Linked DNA regions of Mus musculus: region 1 is linked to region 2. A link is a contact called in public ChIA-PET data. All regions are on one chromosome and are shown on one strand. Each heading gives the region's core, a stretch centred on a gene start, on an enhancer-like site or on the middle of the called end of the contact. The rest is flanking DNA. Distances are from core to core; before and after follow the strand shown. Region 1 holds the start of Mier1 (MEIR1 treanscription regulator). Region 2 overlaps Pde4b (phosphodiesterase 4B, cAMP specific).

The links. ChIA-PET counts read pairs in DNA pulled down with a chosen protein or histone mark.
Region 1: a contact with region 2 is called in an RNA polymerase II ChIA-PET map of effector CD8 T cells, with 8 read pairs. The contact joins the promoter of Mier1 here to the enhancer-like site in region 2. A contact is called at or near these places in 4 of 39 promoter capture datasets (the C10 cell line, hippocampal neurons, liver and 1 more), 3 of 115 datasets of contacts at active chromatin or transcription factors (bone marrow-derived macrophages, effector CD8 T cells and memory CD8 T cells) and 1 of 9 other capture datasets (liver).

Annotation. Positions count from the first base shown.
Region 1 is chr4:103,117,423-103,121,232 of GRCm38.p6, forward strand. It overlaps Mier1 (MEIR1 treanscription regulator), which reads left to right and starts at 1,968. Exons shown (of 13, transcript NM_001039081.2): 1 at 1,968-2,087. The coding sequence starts at 2,079.
Region 2 is chr4:102,605,538-102,609,303 of GRCm38.p6, forward strand. It overlaps Pde4b (phosphodiesterase 4B, cAMP specific), which reads left to right. Exons shown (of 15, transcript NM_019840.2): 15 at 1-1,725. Among named protein-coding and RNA genes, the nearest start is that of Gm52667, 38 kb to the left of the region's middle. Within about 2 kb of position 2,339, at least 54 of the 459 cell types and tissues checked have an H3K27ac peak or open chromatin away from gene starts, as enhancers often do. A contact at or near this core is called in bone marrow-derived macrophages, effector CD8 T cells and memory CD8 T cells, where this site is marked.

The DNA.
Region 1 (3,810 bases), core at 718-3,217, 510 kb after region 2:
CAATGGGACTGTGGAGAGAATGAAATGCAAGTATACTGAGCTCAATAGTAATGTGTTACGTGTGACCTACAGGATTAAAGCTATTTCTCCTCATCGCTAGAATGTCTAGGAAACACCCCAGAACACTTTATTTTTCTAACAGGGAATATGTAGAGGGAATTTTCCCCTACAGAGGATAATGCCATTTGATGGTAATAATATTGATTGGAAATATCAATCAGTTTAAAGGCATTTAACAATAAGTGCCTGATTTTCTGACTTTGAGGGCTCACTCAGTAAGTAGTTAAGGAATCTTGAGTCTGCTCTTTACCATAGTTGAAATTTTTATTAATGTTTTAACTGAAGAATCAAAGACTCAATAGACTAAAGCAACTTGAACTATAATACTAAAATTCAGCAATACTCCAGTTTTCCCTTCAGTGGCCAGCAATAATCCACATATATTTACCTTGCATATTTTAGTGCAAACTGCCCCCTGAACCCTTTATTATTTTTAACCTGTGCCCACATACATCCATTAGTTTTTGTCTTCAGGGTTTTTTTTGTTTGTTTGTTTTTTTGTTTTTTCATCCAGTGAGAACTATTTGGATAAGAGCTGACATTTTAAAAAGTCCAAGGTAGTCCCTTAACTTAATATAACTGTATCAGTGCTAAAATATTTATTTCCCTCCAAGAATTTGTGGGGGGAGGAAGCTTATATAATCTTTAAAATAAAGTGAAAATACTATAACAAGTGCAGTAAATGGTAAGAATTGTTTGTAGATTTGGGAACCTTAAAAGTTTTCCTTTCTCTTCTTTCCCTTGCTTTTCTTTCAGTAGAAAATGTGCATCAGATGTTTATGTTTAATTGGTTTACAGACTGTCTCTGGATTCTTTTCCTGTCAAATTACAAGGTAATGTCCTTTCACTTAGCAGCTACTTCGTATACCTATACATGCAGTTTATTCATGCACAAATTGTTATTGGGCTTAAGACTTTCAAGTTCATGTCCAGTGTTAAGAAATGGGAAAAGGCTTGATGGAATCTAGAATTTTAAGGAAATAGAAATCATTTCAGAAATCAGCATTCTCCCAAGTGCATTATAAGTATGATGTTTAAGAAAGTTGTATGTACACATTTGTGCAATGATTTTTTTAACCATGGTATATTCCTCAGAGGTAATGAGTATCATTTAACTGATTGATTTTTGGTAGTCATTTTTGAAAAACTTAATCATGTCGGAAAAAACGCTGGCCTTTAACAACAACAAAAAAAAAGCTTTTAAACTTACTGCCCATTTTAATATCTGCCTAAATTATCTACTTTAGGGAACCAGATAAATCATTGGCCCTGGCCATTATCAGTATGGACCTCAAGGCCAGTTAGCAGTGCATTAAAACAAACTTTCTACTTGCAAGTATTTTAGGCATTGCAAATATGTACGTTCTGTCTCCGTGCAGTCAAGTAGGCATATCCATAGAAGAGCATTACTTTACATTTGAAACTTTTGTATATTTGTGCAAAAATTCATCCGTGGCAGAGCTGTGTTGCTCCTGGCATCACAAAAAGTGAGGAAAATGTAATGTTCTCTACTCTTCATCTTTGCGCTGGGCCAATTTGGGGGAGTTGGAGTTTTCTTGCTAGGAATCACCAGGGGAAGTATTTGTCAGAGCGTTTCGTGTTGCTGTCGCGCCCAGGCAACATCTCTTTCCCAGCAAAAGCACTTCAGAAGTGACCGACCGGTAGAATAGGAGGTTTTTTTCTCCTGCAAAGTGAGTACCCTGAGGGGACCTCTCCGGACCTCGCGCGCGGACTGCCCCGGGCTCGCCCGGGCCCGCCCCTCGCGCGCTCCCCCGGGACGGCGGCCGCGGGATCGCGCGCTCCCTGCTCCGCGCGCGCCCGCTGGCCTCTCCCCTCCCGTCCCGCCGAGCGGGGCGCCGCGAGGGGGCGGAGCGGGGTGTGGTGGCGCGCTCGGGCGGCTCCTGCGCGTTCCCGCCGAAGCGGCGGCGGAGAAGGCAGCGGGAGCCCCGCGGCCCAGGCGCACATCCGGGTTCTGGCCGCGACCCGCCGCGGCGATGTGACCCGGTGGCGCGGCCAACATGGCGGAGGTAAGAACGAGCGCCCCTCCCCGGCGGGGCCTCGGTGGAGGGCTGCGGGCGGGAGGCGCGGGCCTGCCGGGGCCGGGCCTGCGGCGCCGCTGCCCACCTGTTGTCCGGCCCGGCCGCTCGGCTGGGCTTCCCGAAACTAAGTTGGGCGCGGAGGCGCCGTCGGACTTGAGGCAGTTGGGAGGCGGCCGCTGCGGGAGGAGCGGGCGAGGGCGCCCGTCCGGAAGCCGCCCAGGGCGCAACTTCGCCGGCCGGCGCGGCCCGCGGACTCCTCTCTGCCTGCTCCCGCGAACTTTCTTCCCTCGCGAGCCCAGAAGTCGCTGCTCCCGCCAGCCCGCGTCACCCCCGCCAGCCCGCGTCACCCCCGCCAGCCCGCGACTGCTGACCTGCCGTCTAGGCAGGGGGCGAGCAGGCTGACACACCTTGGGTTAGTTTAGTAGTTTTCCTGATAGTGGAGAGGTGAGCAGGAGAAATTAACCCAGTAGGCCCTATCCAGCTTGGGACTCTTCCCCCTGGCCGAACCTCCAAGTTTCTTTTCCACGCTATAGCTCCTGAACCAACTAGGCTAAAAACTTACAAATCAAAGGTGCCTGTAATTATTTACCTTTTATTTTGCTCTTCTTAGAGAAAACTTTTCTTGTTTCTCTTGTCCCTCTGCTGTAGGATAGAACCCAAGGTTCTTGTCAAGGCAGATAAGCAAGCGCTCTACTACGAGCCACATCCCCCCCTCCCCCCCAGCCTTAGCTTCATTTCCTAGTAAACAAGTTCCTTTGGTTAGTGTTCTCAGATGGGTAGGCAAGCAAGTTGCTTTAGGTGTAATTAGATCTTAGAATGTGCTGTAGGAAATTTTAATATTTTGTCTGGTTTTAAGCCATCGGTCCTGTGGTTTGTTTAATTTTTAGTCGGTGAATTTCGTTACTGTTTGTTCCCCCTGAGTTCATATTGTTATATTTGGACTTAATGGGATCTCTCTTGAGGCAAATCTTGTAAACACTTGATTAATAAAGCAGTAAGATTGCTAAACATCTTCATGTTTTTCTGTCGAGAGCACCCAAAAATAGATTGAGGAAGTATTTGATTTTATTTACCACTTAGCTCTCAGTTTTCAACTCCTTCATTTGCTAAATGAAGCAGAGAAGTAGAGAGTGACTACTTTTGTTTATACATAATATCTGTAAGCCTTGGGCTACAGAAACATAAGATGTGCCTTTCCTGTACCAGTCAAGCTTCCTGGAGTGTTAACTTGTTCTTCTGTTATACAGTGACCTTTAGGTTGATGTTCTGAAATTTTAAATGTTATTTATTTATTTGCTACTAAAAGAAGAGGAGCTTTCCTGGAAGCTGGACTGTTTGCTGCCAGTATTGAGAAGACTTGATATTACTTAGCGCTAAAACGCATTAGTTGTGTTTTCAGGTGGTTTTTTTCCTATTCATAGTCAAAGAATTGCAAGACATGAGTAGTGGTCGCATTACTTTTACTTGACATAGATATGCCTGGGTGTGATCCACCAGCCTTTCTTCCCTGGGCTCCTGTGCTACAAGAGGAAGTAGAGTGTATAGATGGCTTTTCAGGCATCTTATCAGCTAACCTTCCCTGGGCTCCCGTTTGCTGAAAATCTACAGGATATATGTAGTATTTGCTACACTGCTGTGCTGTGGCCTCAGGTCTATGTGGTTGGACAGTCACACTCCGTGGCACGTTATTGATACGAAAACACGGAAACCT
Region 2 (3,766 bases), core at 1,089-3,588:
GCGGAGACCCGCAGCTGTATGTGGTAGTAGAGGCCAGTTCCCATCAAAGCTAAATGGCTTGAAAACAGAGGACACAAAGCTGAGAGATTGCTCTGCACTAGGTGTTGGGAAGCTGTCCTGACAGATGACTGAACTCACTAACAACTTCATCTATAAATCTCACCACCCAACCCATTGTCTGCCAACCTGTGTGCCTTTTTTGTAAAATGTTTTCGCGTCTTTGAAATGCCTGTTGAATATCTAGAGTTTAGTACCAACTTCTACAAACTTTTTTGAGTCTTTCTTGAAAAACAAAAAAAAAAGAAAAAAAGAAAAAGAAAGAAAGCAGTTTCCCTTCTTTCTTGGGCAATATCTCTAGCTTTCCTCCAGTTAACTTTTGCAAATAGACAGGACAGATGCAGTTCTAACCACAGGCTACTTCCTTCTCTTTGTCCAATCTGACTCTGTAGTGGCCCCTGCAACTTAGCTGTTTGCCTGCTTTGAGCACTGTTTTTTCCCTGGCAAGTCTCTCTGCTTTGCTTTAAACTCATGCTCAACACACCAGGAGGTCTGTGGAAAAGCTGATGTTTCCCATCAGTCTAGAAGTGCTCAGTCACACAAGGCCGTGTGTATGGCTGCATCCAGCCCCCAGGCCACTGTGAGCTACACAGCACCTGTTATCCCTCCTCTCCCCCCTCCCTCCCTCAAGCATACTGTTTTCAATTTAATGCTGCTGTCTTTGTCTTGTACTGTCTCCCCCCTGCCCCCGCACTAACACTTCCCTCTCTTCCTGTTTATAACCATGTATTTATTACATAATGTACATATTGTAATGTTTTGTAAGTTATTAATTTATATATCTAACATTGCCTGCCAATGGTGGTGTTAAATTTGTGTAGAAAACTCTGCCTAAGAGTTCCAACCTTTTCTTGTAATGTTTTGTATTGTGTATTATATATCCCAGACATTGCTTAAGAGAAACATGGAGCCCCATCAGCAGTTAAGGACAGGAATGGTCATTGTTCCAAGGGTCTGCCCTTTCCTTGTCTTGAGTCCCTAGTTCTGCCCAACCCTTTGATGAGCTGGTTTTGCAAACAGGATTATCATATTCGATACTAAATGGTTTATACTGAAGTTTTATTTTATATAGTTTGGTAGGGGCTAGGAGCACTGGGATGTCGTTTTTTTCACCCATGTTCTATCCAAGTCTCTGGATGCATGAGTTGAGTTTGTCACTGGGCTCTGCTCTAATTGTGGCTTTCGTTTTAAAAAAATAAACAACACTACATTTGATCACAGATGATACTGAGTATCCCCAAACTACTGACTTGGAAGAGCTAGTCTCCATACTGCTCACGAGCAGTGGAGCCATGTTCAAATTCATCAAAGGCAACAAGAAGACAATGTGAATTTTTATCGTAGAATGTGAACTGATGTCGTAAATGACGCAATGTGAAGCTTCTGATAACACTTGTCAGGCCTCTTCCTGGTGTCAGTTTCAGTTTGTAAAATACGTGTCATGCTTCAGTTCAGCATTGTGACAATAGTTAAAGAAAATGGCACAAAATGTGCATGACCAATGGGTTCGTACGTCTGTAACACTGCATTGTTCCAGGTGGACGTTATATTGTTTTCAAAAGTTTCTCACAATGTATGTTATAATATTATTACTATTATATATTGTGCTCAAATGCATTCTTAAGAGACTTTTATATGAGCTGAATAAACAAAAGCATGAATAAATTAGATTGTAGCCCCATTCATTTCAAGGTCAACTCAAATATATTAAAGCAGGGTTGTTTTCTTCTTCTTCTTCTTCTTCTTCTTCTTCTTCTTCTTCTTCTTCTTCTTCTTCTTCTTCTTCTTCTTCTTCTTCTTCTTCTCCTCCTCCTCCTCCTCCTCCTCCTCCTCCTCCTCCTCCTTCTCCTTCTCCTCCTCCTCTTTCTTCTTCCTCTTCTTCTTCTTCTCCTTCTTCTCCTACTCCTCCTCCTCCTCCTCCTCCTCCTCCTCCTCCTCCTCCTCCTTCTTCTTCTTCTTCTTCTTCTTCTTCTTCTTCTTCTTCTTCTTCTTCTCCTTCTTCTCCTTCTTCTCCTTCTTCTCCTTCTTCTCCTTCTTCTCCTTCTTCTTCCTCTTCTTCTTCCTCTTCCTCTTTACCGTACTTCACAAAAAAGCAAGCCACTTTGCTCATCCAAATCACAACTGAAGTTTTGTATTCTCTGTGTCCAAAAAGTCCCATGGCTCAGAGCATTTTGTTTTCTTCTCAGCAGATTATTCACCCAGCTCCTCAGTACAGGAAGGAGGGTGGTGAAGACTAACAAGCAAAACCACTTTGTTCATCTTGAACCATTTCCTTCTACCTCTTTAGAATTCTGAAGAGTTTAATCTCTTAGGTAAATAAGAGGCATCTTTAGCTGGGCTGTGTAGGCTACCACAGTGACTCACAGAATTGAATCCTAGTACATTAGCTCAATGTAGAGAAACCTGTTGATTCATTTGGCATACAAGGAGTCTGAAATCTAAAAGAGTCACCTAGACCACAACCTTCAGAGCACATAAAAATATTCGTGGACACCCCAGCCGACTGTCTGTGCCTTTGCTAGTAGGTTATACTGTTCTAGAAAGAACTAAATGTTATCAAGTGTTAAAGTCATCATCTTAAAATAAGTCATCCCGAGTGCGTGTGTGCTTGCGTAGGAGGTGACAAAGACTCAGTGAGTAGCTCTTACTAACTTAGCCACAGAGAAGTAAGTGGCCTGTGGCGAGGAGAGAGTCTGCTCTAGAGGAATTCCTCGGTAAGAGGAAATTGCTGAATTTCTTTAGAAAATCAAAAGCTTGCCTGTTAGTTCTAGCCAGGACTTCCCTACCATCCAGTTTCTGACTGGACATTGTTATCTGATACAATGGCAAAACGGAATTGGTTACAGTTTGTATAAAAAGTATAGCTGATGATTATGCCTAAGAATGTTCTCTGTTCTGTTTTCTACTAAAGTGTCCTTAGCATGGAAAATGTGCATGTTTGTTAATGCTATTTGGATTCTAGTTTGCTCCAGAGCCCTACCTGAAGTGGCTCTTCCTAGAGGCCTACACACCAGACTTTTAATTCTCCCCAGCTGACAGTAATGTAGGGAAAGAGTAGTGACCCCACTGGTTCTGTCTCCAAGGCATGCAGGCCTGAAGCCTTCGGTAGTCACTGTGAACCCCATGACCTCAGCATGGCATGCTCTGTGGGATGGTTTTCCAGCAATGAGTTTGGGCCTTGCTTAGTTTTATTCTTCCCACTGACTTCTCCTTTAATTTCTGCTCGTTTTAAAACTTATTTATCTAAATTTTATGAGTATGGGTGTTTTGTCTGCATGTATGTCTATGCTCTAGATGCACATCTGGTGCCCACCGAGGCCAGAAGAGGGCAGGCATCGGGTAGTCTGGGACTGGAGCTACAGACAGCTATGAGCCATTATGTATGTATCCTAGTTTAATATCTCCTGCCAATAAGACACTTTGACAAAGACAGCTGAGGAAAAAAGGGGGTTTAATTGGCACAAAATTCCAAGTTTCAGTCTTTACCATGGGAAAATCAGAATAGAAAGACCTTGAAATAGCTAGTCACATCCCCAGGTTCTCTTATCCTGAGTCATCAAGCCTCCACTGGACCTAGGGGCCCCCCTCCCAGTGATGCCAGATAAGGCAATCAATGCTCTGCTACATATCCAGCTGGAGCCATGAGTACCCCCTGGTACTCTTTAGTTGGTGGTTTAGTCCCTAGAAGCTTTGGATGGTCTAGCTGGTT